6 separate regions of the Mus musculus genome follow, and regions 1, 3, 4, 5 and 6 are each linked to region 2. A link is a contact called in public Hi-C, HiChIP or PLAC-seq and promoter capture Hi-C data. All regions are on one chromosome and are shown on one strand. The core of a region is the stretch at or near the end of the contact, and the rest is flanking DNA. Distances in the headings are between cores, read along the strand shown.

Region 1 (3,590 bases), core at 674-3,173, 300 kb before region 2:
CCTGGGAGTTTCTCCCATTTCCGTGTCACCTTCTTTCTTACCACCATCACAGACATGATTACAGTTCCTGGTCCAAGATGGGCTTTGGGACTACTCGAGAGAAGATGCAGAGGCTGAGGTCAGCTTTAAAATCAGGTCGTCTACTAGTGTTGCCACTGGGTCAAACATTATCAAGAGCCCTAAGAAAAAGAAAGGGGTAAGGTGTTGAGACAAGAGTGACAAAATACAACTGAACCCTCATTTCCCAAAGACAGAAAGATGAGCACTGCTTGAAAGAGCAGGAAAGTTTGAAAATTTTATTTCTGATCTCTGTTTGGTCTCTAAGGAGGAAAACAAACAAACAAACAAACAAACCAGTTCTCCAGAGGGGGAGGGGACTGATATTTCTTAATCAATCCTGTTTCTAAACCCATGCTGGTGATTTTGATGAGCTATGATGATATGAGTCTTGGAAATAAGTAGGAATTCTGGAAGTAGCCACCCTTTGTACTTTCTACTGTACCACCATGTTCTTTAGTCACCTAAAGAAAGATATCTATAAAAATAATGTTTGTTGTTGTTGTTGTTGTCCTTTGTCCCTAAGTAGCCCTTCCCATACCTCCTCTACCTCTCCTTCTTTCTTCAATATTCAAATATTACTCACAGGAAGGAACAAGTAACCCTCTGGCTGGGGTAAGCTGTTCAGGGCATTCTGGAAGCATACACACATTGTATTTCCACAAAACAGATTTCCCCTAATCAAACCTTCTGTAACTTCTGGAGTCCGAAATGAAATCTTCTGGCTGGTCTAGTTTAACATTTGTGAGCCCACATCATATTGTAGATAAAAAGGCTTCCTTAAACAGGAGAGATCCTGGGATGGTTGGCAACTGATGCTGGGGTTGGGGGTGGCTGAGGGCGGTGGCAGCAGCTAAGAAAAGTCCCTTGGGGGCTTTCTAGGACATTTCACCAGTATCATAGCTCCATTCAGCATCCTGGATTTCCGGGCCTCGCCTTTCCCAGCCACTGTCATCCTCCTCTTCTCTCAGGTGCTGGGCTGTGTCCTCTACTTACTGGCACCACATGCCCCATGCTGGCAAGAATGAGGCGGAAGCCTGCAGCCCGATGAGCAAGAAACAACCAGCCAGAGAGCATTCCCGAGCTAGAGAGGGCAAAGGTCCAAAAGGGGACTAAGAGCCTAGCAACAAGATGGAAAGGTGTAAGGCTTGGGAAAGGGGAGGGGGCCCCAGAGGTGCAAAGATCACTTCCTTTGTGTAAAACTAACCTGGAAAACAATCTCCCCCCTCCCCCCGCCTCCATAAACTGACCCAGCAGAAGAACACAGACTAGGAAGGGGGACCCAACCTGGGAGAAGGAAAATTAAAATCCGTCAGAAAGCAGCGACCTGGTTCAGCAGCTTAGCGCCAGAAGCCAGGGCTGTGCAGCGGGCTCGTCCTCAGGAGGCCCGCCCTGCCTCCGCCACGCAGCCGACCACCGCCCCAGGCTGGCTGGGACGCGCGCCACATCCACACGCACACGCGTCCACACGCTCGTACACACTCACACACGCCCCGCCACGTGTAGTCACCCCCGGCCAGGGGCTCCGTGGCTGGCGAGCTGAGCAGGGCGGTGCCAACGTCCCTGGGTCCCGGCGGAGCTGAAGGGGGATGCAGCCCTCCAGAGAGCCGAGCCCCGGAGACCCCCACCCCCACCCCTTGTTACCTGAACAAGGGACACTGAACTCGGCCGGCAACTGGGGGCAGAAAGTGCACACTGTCCCGGGGGATCTCGTCAGCAGCCAGAGGTGGTAGCGACTTCTCCCTGACAGGGAGGGTGCCTCCTCCTGACAAGGGGCCCCAATAGTCGGGGCCCTAAACCAGCTGTGGCAACCGCCCACCGCTGGCGGAATGGAACGCTCCTCACGTCACCAGGTCGCTCCAGTAGTTGCTCGTCCTCCATTGGCTAAACGATCACAATGTCTCCATCCCGCCCCCAACGCGTACTACCATTGGCTACTTCGAACGTCACTCCAGAATCCCTCCGCCCACTCCCCCCACCCATCTCCTTGCTACAAGCCCACCTGCCAAGCTCCAGCCAGCTTCTCTCTGGGGTCTGAGCACCAGGACGCGAAGTGTTCTCGTCTATTAATATAGTTACGCAAAAGCGGAGGCGTAAGGTGGTGTGGACCGGACAAGGGAGGAGCCAAGAGCAGCCTCCCCACAAACACACTGAAGCAACACTAGCTCACAAATCCGGACTCTAACCCTGAATTCCGTCTTACCCTGGGCCTCTCCACTGCCGTTTGCCTTTAAATTGACCAAGGTCTGTTCGTGGGCATCTTAACGTTACATTCTCTGCCGCCTAAGTCCCATTCAGAAGCCTCGGACTCCCACGCAATCTCGAGGGCTTTCAGAACAGAAAAAGAATATGAAAAGAGATAACCATATCTGAGAATGTCATTTTGTGATATTGAAAACAAGTCATTGACATTAAGGAAGTTGGAGGAACTCCACTGAGACAACATAAATATTTCCAGGTAGATAATGATGCAAAGATTGCCAAAAGGTAGTTAATTTCTATTTTCTATTAGAATTTGAGATCTTGTTGGGTGTGGTGAAGCTAAGGCAAGAAGATTTGAAGCCACCCTGGTCTGACATTTGAGTTCCATGCCAGCCAGGGCTACATAGAAAGATCCTGGTTCAAATGCACAAAACAAAAGAACTGGAGATATTATGATAACAAAGGGAGGGGCATCCAAGGCAGAATTTTCATACATCAACCAGATTGATTCTTTCCTTCTGGTGCCTCCTGGCAGTTAGTTACTGTTACTGAGCCTCTGCTATCAACGGCTAGTAACACCATTTAGAAAATTGAGACTGGAGTGGGGAAAACAGTTGAGAATCACACTATTATATTATATTATATTATATTATATTATATTATATTATAGGGTGGATGTTACAAGGCACCAGATCTGTTTCCACCAGTATGACTGGTTCTTACCTTCCAAATAATATGAGGGATGTTTAAAAGTGACCTCTCCTTACCTACCACACTATGTTATCAACCCAGGTTTCCTAGAGCTTGACCAAAGTTTTCCTAGGGTTTCCAATAATAGTTGGAATTAGTTCAGAAGTGACTGCCAATGCTCTCCCAAAGGCAGCTTTGTGGTAGTTTTAATGAGAGACCACATACATGGTCAAGAATTATTATTCTTGGGCTGGTGAGATGGCTCAGTGGGTAAGAGCACCCGATTGTTCTTCCGAAGGTCCAAAGTTCAAATCCCAGCAACCACATGGTGGCTCACAACCATCCGTAATGAGATCTGACGCCCTCTTCTGGAGTGTCTGAAGACAGCTACAGTGTACTTACATATAATAAATAAATAAATCTTTAAAAAAAAAAAAGAATTATTATTCTTTTATAGTATTTTGCTCCCATATAATATTAAAACAAAATTCTTTATAATGATTATTCTTAAAACATTTATGATATCTTTCCACCAAAAAATTTAAAGGAATTAAAAACCGTGACCCAATTGTCTTACAAGAGAAATGTGTTATAACTAATTTGTAGTTGAAAGTGTGTCTTCATAAAGCTCCCATTGTTCC
Region 2 (3,754 bases), core at 89-2,588:
GATGATTTTTTAAAATGTTGATTTAAAAATACACCTTGGAGATTGTGGAGGGGGGGCATTCATTCCCACAAATCTGTATAGGTAGAAAAGATGATGACTCAAACCATGCTCAGATAAACCCATGGATATCAGAAGCACAATGGGCTAATTAGTGGAAAGAGAAGCGAATTCATTCTTAACTGTTTCAGGTCAAACTTTAGGAAGTAGGATTGGCGTGTAGCAATAGGATCAGGGGCCTAGAGACTAGCAGAGTAGCTTTAGCTCTACCTACTAATTATGTGACCTTCTGCAAGTAATTTCACCTCTTTGTTCCTCAATTTATTATCCATAAAATGAATGGGTTGGTGTTGACCACAAAATTCCTTCCAGCTCTAAAGTTTGATGAGACAACTTCCCAGAGAACAAATAGAGGGGGATCGAAAAACGTTCATTGAAGCGTGTAAGCCCACCACCAGGAATTCAACTATCTGGCCATCTCAAGGCAATCTGAGCTAATTCTCTTGATATCTGACATACAGTTTCTACTGGTGATACACCATTGCCACGTCGTAGGACAATCAAATGTACAGCTCTCACGTGGAGTTTTGGGAGGTAAAGCAGATAATCTGAGTTCCAGGAGAAACTTGTGACTGTGTCCCAACCACTAAATGACAACATCCATCTGACCTCAATGCTTTAAAAAAGGCAAGGTGGCAGAGGATGGGCAATATGGTCTGTTATAGCCAAGCGTTCTGTTATCCCCAAATCGCAAAGCCTCCCAGAAGAAGGCCTCATGCTGATTTCTGGGGTTCAAATCTCTTGAAGGTCAGGCCGGCATAAGTATGCCTATTCCTCAGCTTGGAAACTCTTGGGTTTATATCCCGCCAATTTGGAGATTCTTGAGACTGTGAAAGAAAGTTCTTTTTTTTTGAAGGACAGGGGAGCTCTGCGAGGGATGGGGAGCCCATGGCACCTAGGCCATTGGACTTTGAAGTAGGATAAGGGGTTGCCTGGGACAGGTCAGCTAGTCACCTGGAAGCCGGTTCCTCTGTTTCGGCCTCTGGACGTACACCGTCCGCACCAAGGGCACCAGTTTCTGCTTGAAAGCACCCGCCAGGCCTCCACACCGGAACATTTCGGCGATCACTCCTCGGAAGCTCCCGCTCCTTCCTTTTCCTTCCACGCACCGTCGAACGGGTCGAATACCACGGGCTCGGGTCCGCTCCCCCTCCCGTCACACGCACACTACGCAGGCTCCTCCTCCCAGCCCCGAGTGGACATTGGATAGAGGAACCGGCCCACTAGAGCCAGGGGGAAAGGCACTGAGGCTGGAGACCCACTGCGCAGGCGTAAGACTCAGCACCGCACTGCAATTGGTCCCACAGCGAGGAGGTCGGCGCATGCGTCCGGCGGCACGCGCGCTGCAAAGCCCCGGGCCCCGCCTCCGCATTTGCAAGTTTCCCAGAGTTAGCGGCCCTGTAGTAGGTTGAGCCGCTTAAGAAACCTGGACAAGGGACACTCCTGCCCGGAGGCAGCGGGTGGGGCAGCCGCTGTGTAGGTAATGGGGACTGCTAGCAAAACGGTCACCAAAACTGACCTGAGAACTTTACTTTCTGGTTTGTTTTTTGTTTTTTGTTTTTTTTTTTTTGTGCGTTTTAGGCAACTAGCTAGCCGGCATTTAAGCCTTTCTGAATCTCTTTCTGTGATCCAATTCTAGTCTTTCCCCCAGTCTTAGTCATTACACCCGACTTCCTGAATCCTGAATAAATTCCATCCATGTTTTAAAACTAACTGGCCATTTCTTGAGCAGCCCGGTTTGTTCGTTTGTTTGTTTTTGGTTTCTTTTTTTTTTTTCGGAGGTGGGGGGGAGGCGGGATGGAGTGGGACGTGTACTTCACGTGTTATATCTCCGTTATCACTGTCATATGTATCAAGTGTTGTGGATAGTCTCGCGCTATTATGGCTTTCGTGCTTGAGAAGAGAAAGCTGACAAAAAAGTTTGTGCCTGACAAATTTTCTGTGAAAGAAATTCTAAGCAGGACTTAGAAAGTTGTGGGAGATACAGAGTGAGAACTGAGAGAAAGTAGATATTTTGCTCTCCTGTGGGAGTTTTGAATTGCAGATTAAGTATTTATGGAAACTGTGTGTAGTGGCCTAACACCTGAACTCCCAGACACAGAGGCAGAGACAGAGACAGACGGACAGCAAGGAAATTTGAGGCCAGCCTTGTTCATATCAAGCCTGCCAAGGCTTCCTGGTGAAGATGCCCTGTCCCTTATTATGGAACAGTACTATATAGAGGCTTCTGTGGATATAAAAACATGGAAAGTGATCACTGTAATGGGATCTATTGTCATTTAGATGATACCTATCACAGAGCCACTGCAAGGAAGGAGTTTGGGACAGAGTCACTAGTGGAAGAGAAAGAATAGTATTTCAGAGGGTAAATGCATTGAGGCCAAAAGTAATATTTTTAGGGTTTAAACATATTGACCTCCATAAACATATTTCTCCTCCATAAGGACCTAGGTTTAATCCTGCCTCTGCTACTTGGACAAGTCACCCAGTTGGCTTCAACTGACCTGGAGACAGTTGGACTTAAGGATGAAAAGCTATAAGCCGGGCATGGTGACAATACCTTTAGTCCCAGCACTCGGGAGGCAGAGGCAGGTGGAATTCTGAGTTCGAGGCCAGCCTAGTCTACAAAGTGAGTTCCAGGACAGCCAGGGCTACACAGAGAAACCCTCTCGAAAAACAAACCAAAACAAACAAACAAACAAACAAGGATGAAAACCTACAGTTTCTCAGCGCATGGAACTAAATTAGGAATTAGAGACCAACCTGAGCAACATAGACTGCTTCAAAACACTGAAAGGCTGGGAGTATAGCTCAGAGGCAAGATGTTTGCTAAACATTCCAAGGTCCTCTTTTCAGTTTGAAGCAGCACACAGCCCCTATCCAAAGTTTAAAAAAAAATCAGAAATAAAGTTCAGTCTATTTTCAGGAAACAATAACAGAAGACTTGCTGTATTAGGAAGTAGTGATAAGGAATGCAACTGCATCGCAGCCAAACTTGAACTGTCAAATGAATTTGAAAATGATGAAATTCCTTTTTTTTATATATATCTTGGTGGAAGGGAATGACTAAAGCATAATTTAGGAAGTTTAACCCAGGAAGCAGGATTCATTGCATGAAAACACCCAAAGTTTCATTATCTGTTCAGCAGATTAGATCAGTGTTTAAAATCGCAAGTCATGAAGCCAGGAGTGGAGTCATATACCTCTAATGACCGCACTTGGGAGGCAGAGAAAGGCAATCAGGAGTTCAAGGTCATCCAGTCATCCTCAGCTATTTGGTGAGTTAGGGGAAAGCTGGGACTACAAAACACCCTGTCTCGATAAGAAAGGAAGGAAGGAAGGAAGGAAGGAAGGAAGGAAGGAAGGAAAAGAAAGAGAGAGAAAGAAAGAAAGAAAGAAAGAAAGAAAGAAAGAAAGAAAGAAAAGACTAACAACAAAACAAGCTGGATGTGGTAGCACATGCCTTTAATCACAGCACTAGGGGGACAGATCCAGGAGAATTTCTGTGAGTTGGAAGCTAGCCAGGACTACATAGAGAGACCCTGTCTCAGAAACAGATGCTAAAAGACAGCTACCAACCCTATAGGTGGAACAACATTATGAACTAACCAGTACCCCGGAGCTCTTGACTCTAGCTGCATATGTATCAAAAGATGGCCTAGTCGGCCATCACTGGAAAGAGAGGCCATTGGACTTG
Region 3 (3,797 bases), core at 728-3,227, 370 kb before region 2:
TCTTAGTGTAAGAATAAAACTATCTTTGAATCAAGGGGGGGGGGCGGTGAGCATCCCTTACCCCAGCAATTCCAAACTTTCTAGACACTTAGCCTAATCATAAACTTATACATGTGACTGAGTATTTACCTTAAGGACATTCAATAAGTACTTGTACATTTTTTAAAAAATCAACCAAGGCAAGATAATTATTGTGGGTTCAGACAACTGAATGCTAATCAGCCATGTAAAAAAAAAATCGTATCATTCAGGCTAAGAAGATGATTCGTTGAGGAAAGAGCGTGTTGTAAAAGCACGAATACTTGAGTTTGTATCCCTGGAACCTACATAAAAGCTGGGTGATAGACAGATATCTATAACTCCAGCCCTGAATGGGGAAAGCAGAGACCTATGGATCCCAGAAGGTCACTAGCCAGCCAGTCTAGCTGAAAACCATCAGCTCCAGATGTGGCGAGGGCCCCTTTCCCCAAAACTAAGGTAGAGAGTAATAGAGCATCGACTGCTACCCCCAGATGTGAACGCACAGCTGAGAACGCATCCTGAGTGTGCACACATACACACGCATGTCCACATGAAAAATAACCGTTCCAGACTAGTTCGGCCAGTCATGGTGGTCCACATCTATAATCCCAGCACTCATCATAAGTTCCAAGCCAGCCTGGGACACACAGTAAGGCCTTGAGCAGGAGAAATGGGGAGTTTATTTTCATTAAAAATTCAAGATAGTTTTCCTGATGTAGACATTCCTAAAACTATTACCACAATCACAATAAACAAACTTATTCATCACCTCCAAAATGTTCTATATGTCCTTAGTTATCTGTCCCTCCAATTTTTCCAAATCTCCCCAAACCAATGTTTTTCGTCCTGTACGGGTGTGATTCTTTGTAAGAAGTAAATTTCTGTCTAGAGAGAGGTGCTAGGTGCTGAAAACAGTAAAGGATATTTACCTAAACAGTGTGAAATCCAATTATGGAGACTTTTTTGAAATTTCATTTTATTGTCATCTGTATTTGATAAAGTGTAAATGATACATACCAGTTGCTTTGTAGTGAACAGGAATCATTGAAAGTACTTAAACATCTACCGCAATTGCTCAATGGTAGTAAACTTACCTGGCATGGGTAAGCCATAGGTGAGACCCCTAAGCACTGCAAATCAACATTGCCATTGTCATCATTATCATCATCATCACCATCATGTGCTGAATGTAACCCACAAGATGGGCGCAATGCCCAGGCAGTTGATGAATGCCTTTTGAATGGGGCACCTGCTGTTGACGTGGCATTGCCTTCAAACATTTCTCAGTTGTTCTTGTATGACCTGAGGGGTTGTTGTGTGTAGGCACACCTCATCTAGACTGAAAACCATATGTGTGCTGATGGAAATGTGGATAGTTGCTGGATTGATAGCTTTAGAAACAGTGGATACAGGGCTATTGAAGGTTGTAGGGATGAGAGCATCATGGAAATGACTATAGCATCTGTAAAGGTGACCACTCTAAGGATGATGAAGCAGTAGAAATCTCTGAAGAGATGAGAGCTTTACCAATCATAGCTAAGGTATACTGACGGCAGTAGGGATGGTAGGAGGGATGATGGCTGGGGCGTGGGGAGTGGTGGTAGTCACGGTTGTAGTAATGGCTATCTGGTAATGGTAGCAGTAGTGATAACCATCAAGATGATGGCCACAGGAGTGACAGTAATGGTAATCGTGATCGCAGTAATGACTTGGAAGATGCAAATAGACTGGGGGCATTTACTCAACAGGCAGGGAGATTGTTCACCTTCTGATTTCAGAGGTTTAGTCAGTGAGTGTAAAGCCCAAATAAGCCAGAACATGAAAGGACTGTAGTGGATGACCGGAGACAACAGGATTGGGGCTTTTCTCTGACTGTTCAACTCAAGGTCTGTCTGCATCAGAATCTCTGGAGACTGAAGCTGGGACTTCCTTCCTCCCTAGAGGCCGGCAGGGGCCATGATTGCTGTAAGAGCAGGTCACGTGGCAAGGTTTCCTGTATGCTGCTGCTGCTGGGTGTCCATGGCCCGCACCCCCAAGCTGCCACTGCAGCAGTAAAGAGTAGCAGCCCCAGGCTCAGTCTATGCTGTGCCAACTGGCTGGTGCTGGGGAGGCTTTAACAAGAGATTTTTGCATCTTAGCTCCTTGGAGAACAGAGCAGGAGTGCCATTTCTGTAGAGGACCATGTTGCGTCGCAAACCCTCCAACGCCAGTGACAAAGAGCCCACTCAGAAGAAAAAGGTAAGGCGCATCTTTGAGCGTACACTCCTTCCTTCTCTCCTCTACACTCTCTACCAAGGCCTTCATGGACTCTTAGAAGGTGGAAGTTGAACCAAGGCTCTATGTTGAGCTTGGACGTGAGGGTTCTTCCAGAAAGCAAGGGGATGGGGCTCAACGCTCACTTGAGTAGTAAAAGTACTGAAGGTACTTTCTAAACTCTGGAATACAGAGCTATGAGTTGGGCCTTTGGAAGTCTAGAGTGATAGACTGAAGAACATAAGAGTTAAATCCACAGACATCAGTTGGAGAGTTACAAAATGTCGTGTTCAAATTGAATCCAAAGAGCGTAATTAATTTTGTCTCTCTAGCTCGGGTTCTGTGTTGCTTTTGCTCGAGTGTGTCCTCTGGGGACTACCTCATTCAAAGGGCCCTACTAGCCTACCCAGCCAAGGTGGTCACAGACTCCCTAACTCTTTGGCAGGAGCCATAGCCATTTCCCACTAGGCTCAGATCTACAACATCTCCCCCAGGCCACTGGAGATGAAGCAGTAAGTAAATTTCAGACTCAGGAAAAGAGCCCACCCAAATGCCGTAAAGTTCAGGTGGTGGTGGTGGTGTGTGTGTGTGTGTGGGGGGGGTTGAACAGGTTCTTTCTGGGCAAGTGAACTTATGAAGAATGAGAAATGGAGCTGATGACTTGCATGGTGAGTAGGTGTGAGAGCTAAGGGGGAAAAGTTCGTTGGGGGAGGGAAGGGGATTTCAAAGTCCAGGAAGGAAGGTAGCTGTCAAAAATGGCTGAAGTGTTCATCTTCCTGAGACAGGAGCTAGACTGAATGATTCTTGAAGACTCTGATATCCAGGTTTCCCTGGCTGTATGTATAGAGTTCATTTTATGTCAGGACTCTCCCAGGCAATCAGCCTGTCCAGTCTGCATGTCTAAGTGGACCACAGGAATGGTCCAAAGCAGGCCTGACTAGATCCAAGCACCCAAGCCTTAATCAGGGGCCTCCAGGACTCTCACTGTGCCCTATCCATTTTTCCATGGAATTCAACTCAGGTGCACTGTGGGGGGATGCCCCCTTGTCAGAACAGTTCCCAGGCAGTGGGCGACAACTAAGAGACAGGCTGAGAGCATTGGGGTGTGCATCCTGTCCCACCTCTCAGGATCTGGGTGGCTGCCGCTTTCGGCTGTACTCTCTCCACTTCAGCTGCTTCTGTAAGATCGCAGTGGCGGGTAGGTGGAGAAGGGTAAGATTTGTGAATATTCACACAGGGCCTTGTCACCCCACCCCCCCACCCCCGCCAAAACTAGGCCCCAAAGGCTTGTCATTGGCTGCCACTCCTCAAGAGCAAAGCCACTTCCCCTTGCTCTCAAGCTCATGAGAAAAACAGAGACTGCTATATAGACCCTGGTAGGCCCCAAACCACAGCAGAATCAAGCTGGAAGAAAAAGTCTGAGAAAGAGCTGACACCAGAGTCCGCAGCTACCTCAGGTAGAGGTGCCCCAAGGCCTACAGAATAAGAAACCCCTTTCCTCTCTCTTGGCTCCAGTTACTCAG
Region 4 (3,639 bases), core at 319-2,818, 480 kb before region 2:
CACTAGTAACTGTCCACCTGGTCTTGGCCTTCCCTTTCTGCTGTGCCAGGCAGGCTACTGTGACAGCCAGATCACAGGACTGGGGCAGCTGAAGGTGGGAGCTGGCAGCCCCAGGAGGCTCTGACCCACAGAGGACAGGCAGACCGGGCAGGGGCTGTTGGGACACTGAGGACCCGGGGACTGAAGTAGACAAGGGATTATCTATTGGTGTGGAGAATTTCCAGGTAGGGGGTTAATACAGGTAGAGGTGAAGGGATTCCGTTTCCCAGAGCTGCACCGAGGTTATCAGATCAAGTTCCTGTGTTTCCTGGGTTTTGGTACCGGGAGACTGGGGACCGAAGTTATACCTGAGACAAGAGTGGAAGGGGAAGCCAGAATAAAGAAGAAGCAAGTCTCCGGAGAGATGAACGCTGTGGGGCCAGGTGTCCCACAATGGAGCAGAGAACAAAATCATCCAGGACCTTGGAGTACAGAAGATAAGCCTGGCTCTGTCCAGTCCAGATCTGCCTTAAGGACGCTGCCTCTGCTTACACATAGGCTAAAGGAGCAACAGCTGGGATCCACTAGCCACTGCGGTCGCCCCCGCCCCCGCTCCCGCAGCGTGCTCCTGACTATGCAACAAGTGTCACGTCTACATGTTGGCACATCATCTCCAGTAGCTTGAGCCCCTGGACTGGCCAGCGGCCCCTAAACTCTAAGACCCAGAGACCTTCAACATGGAGTCCTGACCCCACTCAGCTCAGGTCAGCCACCTCCACTGATTCACGAGGTGAGCTGGACATACCGCCATCCTCTCCCCCCACCCCCACTTGGGGTGCAGGGTGCAGGACATAAGGTGTAAGTTTGTGGTCCTAAGTACTTTAAACTACGAGGGGCATGGGGCTGGGGGCTAAGTGGTGATATGCAAGGTAATCATGAAACACCCCCCCCTCCCGCGCGCGCTGTCCTAGGAAGCAAAGCCTACATGGCATGTCGCCCCGTGGCCCCAGATGCCCTGTCAATAGGCCTCCCGGTGTGGCTGGCGCGTGGCTGCTCCTGCAAGGCTCGCACCATGTTTCCCTGGAGGCGGGAAGAGCGCGCGTGGGGCGGAAAGAGAGGACCGCGCAGGCTGCACCTCGGGAGAGCCCCAAGCGAGCAGGAGGGCACGCACTCACCTCCACAAACTGCAGTCAAGGAGAGCCAGAGCAGCAGCAGCGCCTGCACGCAGAGCCTCAGATTCATGCTGCAACTCGGTCCGCGGCAGCCCAGAGGAGCCGGCGAGTGGGCGGAGAGGCAGGGCACCCGGACGCAAAGAAAGGCGCGAGCCGGGGCTGGCGCGTGCGGGCACGGAGCTCGCGTGGCTCCCGGACCGCGGGAGGGTGAGCGCCCCAGCCGCACCGCTGGCTGCCTGCCCCACTCCTGCTCGCTGCCTCTGCTCTTGGTGCAGCCTTCTCTGCCGCCGCGGGGCAGCGCCGCGAAGCTGGCCTTGGTGGCTTCGGGTCGGCGGCAAAAACTCTCTAAGTGGCTGACGCTGCTCTGCCCGCGACTCCCAACTACCCGTTGGTCCAGGCTGTTAGAGAGAATGCTTCCCTGCTCACTTCGGGGTCTGCATTTTGTAGCTTGTGGTTTGGCCGCGAGCCCACTTGGTCATGTGGTCATTAGGAGGCGGGGGGGTTGGGGGGGGGGGGAAGAGAGGCAGGAAGAGGGAGAGGGAGTGAGCCTCCCGCACCGCCCCCCTCCCGGGAAGCATGCTGCAGCCCTATCCAGGGCGCGAGAGAGAACCCAGAGGTGGCCCCACAACAAAGGCCGAGCGGCTGCTCGGACAACCCACAACTGCTCCCCGGACAATGCCTGCCTGGCCGGGGTCCAGAGGGTTTGTAGAGACCTGAAGGATTTCAAACACGTAAACCATTTGAAACAGTGAGGGGCACTCTTAACCCTTTCTCACCTGGGTTTCCTTAACAGCTGTCAGGATACCTGGGCGTTTGCAGAAGGACCCTATTTGGGCTGCCCACAACACCCTCCCTCCATTTCCGAATCTAACTATGTTTTTTTTTCTTTCCTTGACACTGCATTCGCAAGTATGGGTTTGCTCAAGACCTCCCCTACTCCGCCTTTTTCCTCTGCATCTTCAACTGAATTAGAATTGGGGGTGATTGCCTAGGTTGTGCATAAAACTTAGGTAACCACCATTCATATCTCCTGCTGTCCCCTAGCGAGTACCTTCTACCTGGACTGGTGGGCTCGGTGACCAAGCTCTTTATGCATACAGCAAAACCTCAATATCCCACCCAATCTAAAGGCCACCGTTCTGTCCCTGCCCAACCTGAGATGCTACCCCCTGGTTCCTCTTTACTGTGGGGAGGCATTCTGCAGGTTCTACCATGTTCCCCTTCTTGCTGCTTGGAGCTGACCCCAACTTAGTTTTGTCTCGTTGTAGGGAGGATCCTCCCAGCTCCTTCCAAACTCAGCTGGATTTCTTTTACACTCAACTGGGATTCCCTATTATAAGAGGGCCTGGAGTCATTTGCCTTTCTACTCTAGATGCTTAGCTCCTTTTACAGCCTGGGATTCCCCCAAAGAAATGCACCAGATTGGGAACTCTTTAAGACAGGACCCTAACGGTCCCAATCTTCCAGGTCTCTCCAAAGTCCCCAATATCATTCTCTGCACATAGGTGGCACTCAACACATATTAAAAGACTAAATCAAAAGGTGTTCCCACCTTGCAGCAAGCCAGGCAGTTTGCTCCATGTGTACATCCAAATGTACACAAAAGGTACATTGGACAGGGTTTCTCTGTACCGCAGAAGATGTGAAATGGTATGCTATATTAGTATGAAATATCTTTGAAATGTTACAACGTTCCAATACATACATTTATCAGTCTCTCTGCCAAAACTGTCCACAAGAAAGTGACCTTTTATATATATATATATGCAGCTCCAGGCCCAGAACACAGCCTCAGAGCTAACGGGCTTCAGAATATATGATTCTGAATATAAGAGTAACTATTCAAATAAGTCAAGGGAGTCAGATGGGAATAAGGTGGGGTTCTTGATGGTCGTCTGCGGTCCAACTGGCCATATTGAATAGAAGAGGAACCAGGAAGAATCTCTCTTCACCTGAGGGACCCTGAATATGAACAGCCAGCATGGGTAGAATGTCACTCTTTTTTCCCCTCTCCTACAGGAAAGAACAGTTCAGTGAGAACGAGAAACATTGTCTTCTAGATGTAGCTGCTGTAGGCCATCACTGCCCTTACCTACACTTACTGGATCTTAGGCAAGGATAATCTCTGCTCTTCCCACTCCATGGTGCTATAGGGACAAATGAGATCATGTGTCTGAAGGCACTGTACAAAGTGAGAAGCCCTCACAGAGTCACTATTAGGAAACACATAGCTCCCGTTCCTGACGGAGCAAGCCTGTGCACATGTAAATAAGTGCCTCTCAAAACTTAATAGAAACTTTCATATTTTATTGCATGTTTACTGGGATGTGCATGACTTTCGCTGAGTGGCTAGAATACTGCTTTCTAATATGATAGATAATAACCACATTCTAAACAAAGTTAAAATTTCAGTCCCTTGGTCATACTGGCCATATTTCACTTGCTTGAGCCATATATGCATTGCTGGTGGCTACGGTACTAAGCAGCA
Region 5 (3,788 bases), core at 442-2,941, 500 kb before region 2:
GCATCTATAAGAGGCAGTCAAGGAGAAGCAGAAAAGTGACCCTGTGGCAGATAGAATTCAAAGGAGAACTGTGAACTAAATAAATCCTCTAAGTTCAATGGAATTAAGAGGTGGCATTTTAGGCTGGAGAAGTAGCTCAGCAGTTGAGAGTACTCACTATTCCTCAATAAGACCCAAGTTTCATTCCCAATACCCATGCTGAGTGGTTCACAACTGTTTATAACAGCAGGTCCAGGGCACATGATGCCTGTGGCTTCTATAGGCACCTGCATTCACATACCCATATGCAGACATTCTTCTATATAAATAAAAATAAAATAAAATCTTTTTGAAAACAGTTAAGGTCTTTATGAGGTAAGTCATGGGGTAGAACCCTTAAGAAGAAATTAGGAAAGTTATAAGATGGCTTGAGAACGGGGTTAGGCATCCAATTCTATTCTTCTGCCAACTGAGAACACAATGCCCTTCCACTCTGGAAGACAACAACAAGGTGCTATCCTGAAGCAGACAGCAGGCCTCACTGGGCACCTAACCCACCAGTACCTTCTCCTTGGAGTCCCAGCTTCCAAAATTACGAGAAACAATTTTTTGCGGTTGATGAATTATACAGTGTTTAATATCTTGCCAGAAATAACTATAGGGTTCAAGGCTGGAAGAATGTTCAGAAAGGGGCTGGAGAGCTGGCTCAGTGATCAAGAGCACTGGCTGCTCTTCCAGCGGACAGGGTTCAGTTCTCAGCACTCACATAGTGGCTCACAGCTGTCTGTAACTCCAGCTCCAGGGAATCAAATGCCCTCTTCTGGTTTCTTTTGGCATCAGGCACATATGTGGTCTACAGACACAACTGCAGATAAAACACTCATATACATAAAAATAAATAAATGAAAACAATTTTAATGGAAAAAAAAAAGAAAGACCGTTGAGGTGGAGGGAGGGGTGCATCCTGAGAAAGATCCGCGCGGATGGAGTCCAGGTGAAGTGCTGGGGGGAGCCCTTGGCAAGCAGTTCACACACTTGGAGCCATAAGTCCATACATTCAAAACGTGTGAAAGGGATTGTGCTGCTGAAGGGATAATTACAGACCTTTTACAGCAATTTTATTTGTTATTATTGTGGCTGTGGCGTGCATGCAAGCGCACAGTTGCCACAGCACATGTGGGAGTCAGAGGACAACTTGGCAGCATTCTCTCTCTCCTCCCACTTTTACATGGCTCCAGAAACTGCACGCAGGTCACAAGGCCTGCACAGCAAATGATTTGCTTGCTGATCTATCCTCCTAACCCTACCAAACTTTTTTTCTTTTTTGGTCATTGCTAATTTAGTTGAGTTCGAGCTAAGACAAGGTCTTGCTCTGTAGACCCCCTGCCTCAGCTTTCCATGTCCTCGGATTTTAGGTGTGTCCCACCACACCAAATAAGGACAGACCTTTGGTGCAGCTGATGGCCATACACCTTCCTAAGTTTCCATGGTAACTGGGAATCACCATAGCTATCCACGTTCTAACAAGATCATATGCCTTTTACAGCTTGCAGCTGTGCAACATTGTGGAGAGATAATACTTCCCCTGACAAGGCAATGTGTTGCATGTGGATAATGACAGGCGCCTTGGGGGGGGGGGCTGTAAGGGGTCTCTAATGACTTGGATGGATCCACCTGTTTCAGCTCATTGTCACCAGAGAGAGGTCATAGGTCATCATTGCTCACAGAATTCTCTGCTGGAACTCATAAGTAGCACCCCTTGTGAAGAGATGTTCACCCAGGTTGGTGCGCCGGGATTCCCTTTTCCCTGCCTTGAGCTTCCTTTGTCCTTCATTAAATGGAGTCAGTCATGCCTGCCTTGATGGCTTGTTCTGAAGAAGACATGATGGCTAACACAGAAAGCATGTCCTAAACTACTGGCTAGCACGTAACAAGTGTGGAAGCCAATTCTGGAAAGTCTGCCCTAAATGCTTTTGCCTGGCCACACAATAGAAGCTTCTCTCCCCTCCCCCCACACACCTTTTTTTTTTTTTTTAACCAACTCCACAAACAGGTAGAAAACCTAGAAGCCCGAGTAGTCTCTGGGATCAAAGAATCCAAGTTAGAAATGATCCAAAGTTGAGACTTTTCAAATTGTGTTCCACAGAATTGTGGGTGCCTGGGGTGGGAGGACACTGGTAGGAAGAAGAGTGAGACTCAATTGGTGATGCCGAGAGCTTTGATACAATTTATCTGGGCTATGGCTTTGCAAAGAGTTTGAAAAGTCTGGCCCAGCATTCCTGGCTTTGCTCCTGGACTACATGAACCCAAGTAGCCTGAAAACAGCCGCAGTGAGAGGCACTGGGCCCAGAAGGTAGCCAAAGCTCTATTTGCTCCCACGTCTATCGGGCCAAGCCCTGTTCCTGTCCCAGACCTTCTTGTAGACCCAGGCTCTTTTAACCTGGCAGTCTGAGAATCAGTAAGGTAAGCAAAATGAGTCTCGTTTCCTTAGGGAAGGAAACAATTCTGGGCCTTCCCTTCCCTTCCCTCTGGAAAGGAAGAGCAGGGGCACAATCCAAAGCACACTGGGCTAGGGGGCCCACCTTTCAGGGCATTCTTTGCTGAGGGTGAAGGGTAGGGGTCTAATCTGCATTCAGGACAAAGCTGACAGGGTGTTTGAGTGTTGTTGTCATAGAGACTCAGAAAGGTGTTATTAGCATCTTTTCAACTCAGTGGCCCTGTGTGGTCCAGTCCCGTGCAATCTTAGCAGTAGCGCGCTGTCACCCTGGCAACCCATTAGCCTAGTGTTGTTACCATGGAAACTCCAGCGCTGTTGATGGGCCCAAGAACTTCCCTGAGGAGATATGCTCTGGGGGATCTGCCCTTGGCAGTGCCTATTCCTCAGGTCTCCCAACTAACAGTTGCCTGCTACTCAGACACTGGAGGCATTTAGGGCTTTTTTTTTTTTTTCTGGAGTAAGCTCAGATTCTGTGTGACAGAAAAAAATTTGGCCCTTCAAAGTGGCAAGTCTATGCTTTGTTACCATGGAAATGCTGCTTTTAAGGCTCTCAATGCAGGATGCAAAACTAACTCTTGCAGGAAATTGAGGCCAGCCAGAAAGGAGGCTGTGGGCTTGCACTTCACACTCTTGGAGCTCGTTCATTCATTTGGCATTAGTGAGCATCTATTAATACACTCGGTGCTGTGGATGCTCAGGGTTAGAACTAGAGACAAGGCCTGATCATCCACTGTCCTCAACTGAAAAGAAGGTCAAGGTGGATAGAACCATTTTTACTTCCCGCTTCAACCCTATCTGGTTCTCAGTCACTGTATCAGGACCATGGGGTAACAAAGAAGCCTAGGTCCCTTGGGGGAATTCTGTGATAAGAGGAGAGGTATCACTAAACGTCAGCCCCTCCCCCAAAATGACATCAAGATTTCTCTGAGCTCAAAGAAATCCTCAGATTTGCTGTGTGAGGATGAACAAGAGGAATATCTGCTATAACCTCTCCCTTACTTGTATCTTTAGGAAACTTAGATCATTGTGACGTCTGAGTAACTAAAACCTGGGTAGACTTGCCAGAAGAGTCCACTGGCAAAGCAGGCTGCCTTTCGAGGTAATGAACTCCTCATTACTGGAGGTAAGCAAGCAGAGACAAAGCAACTGCTCAGCAAGGATTGTATAGATGGTTCAGTCATAGTCCTGGAGGTAGACTGCAGTCTTTAAATCTTGGCACAGCTTACTAACTGTGTGACTATAGGCAATTTGCTTAAGCACATTGAGCTTTGCTTTTCACGTCCACAAAAATGGAGGTGAGAGTTTCTGCCTA
Region 6 (3,884 bases), core at 363-2,862, 440 kb before region 2:
ATGCTAAATCCTGGCTGCCACATACTTGAGTGTGAAATTGGGAATAATCATTGACTAGTTTCCTAGGGCTGCCACAACAAAGTGCCACTGTTTAAGTGGCTTCAAACACACAAGTAAGTTAGGCATGGTGATGCACGCCTGCAATTCCACCATTGGGAGGGTGGAAAGAGAAGGATGGAGAGTTTAAGGCCACCCGGGCAGGCTTCAGAACAAGATTATGAATAAATAAATAAATAAATAAGCAAACAAACTATATATACATATATATGTGTATATATGTATACACACACACACATATATAGATATAGATATAGATAGATATAGATATAGATATAGATAGATAGATATCCACCCTAAGGATAGAAAATACAGCTCAGTGACACAGCAGTTGCTTAGAAGGTGAAGGCCCTGGGTTTGAACCTACCGAGAGAAAGAGAATGATGAAGTCAAAGCAGAAGAGAAAAAAGAAATTCTCTCCGTTCTGGAGGCTAAAAGTCCAAAACCAAGGTATCAGTCAGGCCATATTCCCTGAAAAAGCTCAAGTGAATATCTTTTCTTACTCCTTCCAGGTAGCCAAAGTCTAGTCCCCGTCACAGTGACTCTCTGTCTCTCTCTGTTTCTCTCCATCTGGCTCACTCTGGCTCACTCTGGCTCTCTCTCTCGCTCTCTCTCTCTCTCTCTCTCTCTCTCTCTCTCTCTCTGTGTGTGTGTGTGTGTGTGTGTGTGTGTGTGTGTGTGTATGGCTCTGTCTCTCTGTCTCCCCTCTGTGTCTCTCTCTCTCTCTCTCTTTCTCTCAGATGGAGCCCATGACCTTGGGCACATGCTAGAGAAGCACTCTACTGCTGACCCACATCCCGAGACATCCTCACTCTCACCTCCCCACCCGCAACGCATAAGTCCCTCTTATGAGAATGGCGGTCATTGGATGAGAGCCCATTCTTACTGTGACATCAGCCAACAGGCCACATCCTAAATTCTGGGTGGCATGAATTCAAAGAAACACTATTCAACACACTACAAACAGTGATATGGTCTTCAGGGATCCTGTGGGGGCCAGGAAGATAGCAAGGTAAGGCAGAGCAAGCAGCCCAACAGCAGTGTGCGCACAGAGCCCCTGCAGAGTTCCAACACAGAGCACCTGCTGAGCTCCTACACATGCAGATTCGGATCCAGCCTGCTGGGGTGGCTCTGAATTTCTCACCAGCTCCCAGGTGATGGCCCTGCTGCTCCTCCTGCTTTGAATAACAAGGAGGTTCGGCAAGAAAAGAGCTTTGAAAGCAGATGTCCAACAGGGTTATTACATTTCTTTTGTAACAAGCTTTTCCCAGGCTCTTGTTTCCCCACACCTGGATCTTGTGAGAACTGTAGAAGAAATAAAGTGTTTTTATTTGGAGATTCCTTCCTTTCCCCTTCCCTCAGAAAAGCAGACTTGTGCACAGACACTTGAGTTTGGGTAGTTTCCTGCCTGGTGTATCATCTAAAAGCACGAGGAATGAATGAATGTGAAGAAGGAGAACAATCAGTGAAGAGATTGTTTGGGCAGGACTGAGGATGTAGTTCAGTTGCTGGATTGCTTACCCTGGATCTAATGGACGTTGGATGGTGCTGGATTTAATCTCCTGCACAGCATGTGGTGGTTCAAGCATGTAATCCCAGCAGTCCCTGAAAGCGGAGGCAGGAGGATCAGGAATTCAAGGTTATCCTGGGCTATATAGCAAGTTCAAGCCTGCCTGAGCAACGTACAAACCTATCTTTTAAAAAGAGAGAGCGTATAAATGCTTAGGTTGCTGCCAGGGCATGCAGCATCCCACTTGGGAGCCCACCAAGAAATTGAGCACATGCCTAAGACTCATCCTACTAGAGTATTGTTCACTGGTTCCTATCCAGGATCAATTAAAGGTTACCCTCAGGGGCTACAGGGGTTAGGGGTGGGAAAGCAAAGGAGGAAGGCAGTCACATGCTGGAAGTAGGCTCCTGCAGTTGCTGGCAGCCTGGACTAGGATGGAATGAGGGCCCGAGGAAGAGAATTACTCTTAGTGTAATGTAATGTGTGCTTCTAGGTCACCATAGGAAGTAGCAACTTCAATGCCTCCCAGTGCCTACCTTCATCAACCTCAATCTGTCTTCACTCTTTGACACGGAAAGTGGCTTTTTATTGACATAACAATCCTTTAAGATAAGGGTCAGGAGACTCTTTCCATTTTATAGCCAGGGAAACCAGAGGGCCAGAAAAGCCAACTCATTTACCCAAGGTCACTCAGGAAGTGGCAGAAGAGATAACACAATTCACAAGAACTGCAATAGAGGATCCTTTACTGTTGGCAAATTAAAGGGACCCTGATGTCACCGTAGTTGTCAAAACTGATTCGCTTTCACTCCTCAACCATGTGCATTCGAGTTACTTCTCCTCCCCGGCTTATCTCAAACTCCGGGAAAGCTTAGCCCTAAGGGTAGTTAGTCATCTAGAATTGCCCCCTCAGGTAGTTGGGAAACCTCCCGGAGCTCCCTCTCAATGGTACTCCCCAGAACCATAGCTGAGATAAGGATGAAGGGAGACCAGTTTGTCCAAGACTGTTTACCACCCATACTTCTGGCTCCCCGACCCAATTCCTACCCCTCTACAGACCTAGACCTCTGGCCAGAACACCAGAGAAAGACTGGTAGTCCCCTTGTTTCTTCTTATGACCACACTTCAATAAATCCCTTTTCTGCTTTATCAGTCTTGTTTACACACAGCTTCTTGCCCTATTAAAACACAGTAGGGCCATCAGACACTGTTTCTTCCCTTTACAAAACAATTGACTGCAAGCAGGAACCAGGTATTCCCTCAAGTTCATATGGATTTTACTCACTGTCGGTATTTGCTAGGCTGGACAGGTACATTTGATATGAATGGATTTTTTTCCCTTGGGTAATTGGTTTGTGAATAAATCTCAGCTCTATAAAGCAAAAGATGAATTGACGGATGAAATCGAGTAATTCAGTGATTTGATATCATTAGTTTAAAAATGTCACCATAAGATTTCTTCAAGGAGTGATTTTCCCAAGCACATCAAATGTAGGACTCTTACACACATTTCGGGAAAAACAAGTTATTCTCAAAATAAGAGAGATCTATTCTTCTGCTGTAATAGAGAGCTGTTCATGTTCCATTTCCAATCAGAAAGCTCCCTGAGAGAAGGGGTGGTGTCCATTCTTTGCCATTTGGTGTCAATATATACAGAGAGAGCTGGCACTTCCAAGTTCAAGGCAGCTAGCCCTTAATAATTAGCATAGAGCAGTTTGGTGAGGATTTTCTTTTGTTAAGATTTATTTATTATTATATGTAAGTACACTGTAGCTATCTTCAGACACACCAGAAGAGGGTGTCAGATTTCATTACAGATGGTTGTAGATCTCATTACAGATGGTTGTGAGCCACCATGTGGTTGCTGGGATTTGAACTCAGGACCTTCGGAAGAGCAGTCAGTGCTTTTAACCCCTGAGCAGAGAATGCAGAATTGCAAATGGCTGCCTCAAAGAAGCTGCCAGTACTCTTGGAGAGACCAGCAGAGCACAGTAAAACAACCCGTGAGCTAGAGAATGAGATCGAATGCTTGTGTCCATCTCCGACCCTGGGTATTGAAGTTGCTTTAGGGAGAGAAAGAAGGGAGGGAGGACAAGTAAGAAAATAGATGACGTGGAAAGAGCACTGGGCTGGGAACCACGAGAAGTGGCTTCTAGATGAACCTCTTTCCAACCCTCTGTGGCGCCTTACATGTTCAGTTCTCTCTCACAGACCTTAGTCTCATCCAGTTGGCAGCTGAGCAGGGTACACAGGAGATCTGCACTCTACTGATGCACATGATACCTAGAGTCTAAGGAGCTGTGTTTGCTCCGACAGC

The links. A called contact is a pair of places that touch in the nucleus more often than the background predicts. HiChIP or PLAC-seq counts read pairs in DNA pulled down with a chosen protein or histone mark. Capture Hi-C pulls out chosen DNA fragments and counts their contacts.
Region 1: a Hi-C map of embryonic stem cells shows a contact between it and region 2, with 1.9 times the contacts expected there. The contact joins the promoter of Zdhhc9 here to the promoter of Aifm1 in region 2. A contact is called at or near these places in 2 of 39 promoter capture datasets (hippocampal neurons and pre-B cells), 3 of 484 Hi-C or Micro-C datasets (cortical neurons, embryonic stem cells and pre-B cells) and 1 of 9 other capture datasets (adipose tissue).
Region 3: a contact with region 2 is called in a promoter capture Hi-C map of liver. The contact joins the promoter of Sash3 here to the promoter of Aifm1 in region 2. A contact is called at or near these places in 7 of 39 promoter capture datasets (the 3T3-L1 cell line, the C10 cell line, cranial neural crest and 3 more), 2 of 484 Hi-C or Micro-C datasets (CD4 T cells and macrophages), 6 of 115 datasets of contacts at active chromatin or transcription factors (the SCID.adh cell line, T-cell acute lymphoblastic leukemia, effector CD8 T cells and 3 more) and 4 of 9 other capture datasets (adipose tissue, embryonic stem cells, liver and 1 more).
Region 4: a contact with region 2 is called in an HNF4G HiChIP or PLAC-seq map of pancreatic cancer cells. The contact joins the promoter of Apln here to the promoter of Aifm1 in region 2. A contact is called at or near these places in 4 of 39 promoter capture datasets (cranial neural crest, embryonic stem cells, pre-B cells and 1 more), 1 of 15 datasets of contacts at CTCF or cohesin (embryonic stem cells), 1 of 484 Hi-C or Micro-C datasets (the G1E-ER4 cell line), 7 of 115 datasets of contacts at active chromatin or transcription factors (the NIH/3T3 cell line, embryonic forebrain, embryonic stem cells and 4 more) and 1 of 9 other capture datasets (embryonic stem cells).
Region 5: a contact with region 2 is called in an H3K4me3 HiChIP or PLAC-seq map of forebrain, with 9 times the contacts expected there. The contact joins the enhancer-like site here to the promoter of Aifm1 in region 2. A contact is called at or near these places in 10 of 39 promoter capture datasets (the C10 cell line, cranial neural crest, embryonic stem cells and 7 more), 1 of 15 datasets of contacts at CTCF or cohesin (embryonic stem cells), 2 of 484 Hi-C or Micro-C datasets (both in the G1E-ER4 cell line), 6 of 115 datasets of contacts at active chromatin or transcription factors (astrocytes, embryonic forebrain, embryonic stem cells and 3 more) and 1 of 9 other capture datasets (adipose tissue).
Region 6: an H3K4me3 HiChIP or PLAC-seq map of embryonic stem cells shows a contact between it and region 2, with 2.3 times the contacts expected there. The contact joins the enhancer-like site here to the promoter of Aifm1 in region 2. A contact is called at or near these places in 3 of 39 promoter capture datasets (cranial neural crest, pre-B cells and second pharyngeal arch cranial neural crest), 2 of 115 datasets of contacts at active chromatin or transcription factors (embryonic stem cells and large pre-B cells) and 1 of 9 other capture datasets (embryonic stem cells).

What each region holds. Positions count from the first base shown.
Region 1 is chrX:48,206,779-48,210,368 of GRCm38.p6, forward strand. Zdhhc9 (zinc finger, DHHC domain containing 9) reads right to left here and starts at 1,924. Exons shown (of 10, transcript NM_172465.4): 1 at 1,702-1,924; 2 at 1-179. The coding sequence starts at 56.
Region 2 is chrX:48,512,225-48,515,978 of GRCm38.p6, forward strand. It overlaps Aifm1 (apoptosis-inducing factor, mitochondrion-associated 1), which reads right to left and starts at 1,339. Exons shown (of 16, transcript NM_012019.3): 1 at 1,012-1,339. The coding sequence starts at 1,114. It also overlaps a transcript of Rab33a not described here.
Region 3 is chrX:48,144,459-48,148,255 of GRCm38.p6, forward strand. Sash3 (SAM and SH3 domain containing 3) reads left to right here and starts at 1,978. Exons shown (of 8, transcript NM_028773.4): 1 at 1,978-2,259. The coding sequence starts at 2,203.
Region 4 is chrX:48,033,285-48,036,923 of GRCm38.p6, forward strand. It overlaps Apln (apelin), which reads right to left and starts at 1,569. Exons shown (of 3, transcript NM_013912.4): 1 at 1,155-1,569. The coding sequence starts at 1,221.
Region 5 is chrX:48,014,335-48,018,122 of GRCm38.p6, forward strand. No RefSeq gene overlaps it. Among named protein-coding and RNA genes, the nearest start is that of Apln, 19 kb to the right of the region's middle. Within about 2 kb of position 1,692, at least 45 of the 459 cell types and tissues checked have an H3K27ac peak or open chromatin away from gene starts, as enhancers often do. A contact at or near this core is called in astrocytes, embryonic forebrain, forebrain and 1 more, where this site is marked.
Region 6 is chrX:48,070,974-48,074,857 of GRCm38.p6, forward strand. No RefSeq gene overlaps it. Among named protein-coding and RNA genes, the nearest start is that of Xpnpep2, 36 kb to the right of the region's middle. Within about 2 kb of position 1,613, at least 11 of the 459 cell types and tissues checked have an H3K27ac peak or open chromatin away from gene starts, as enhancers often do. A contact at or near this core is called in embryonic stem cells, where this site is marked.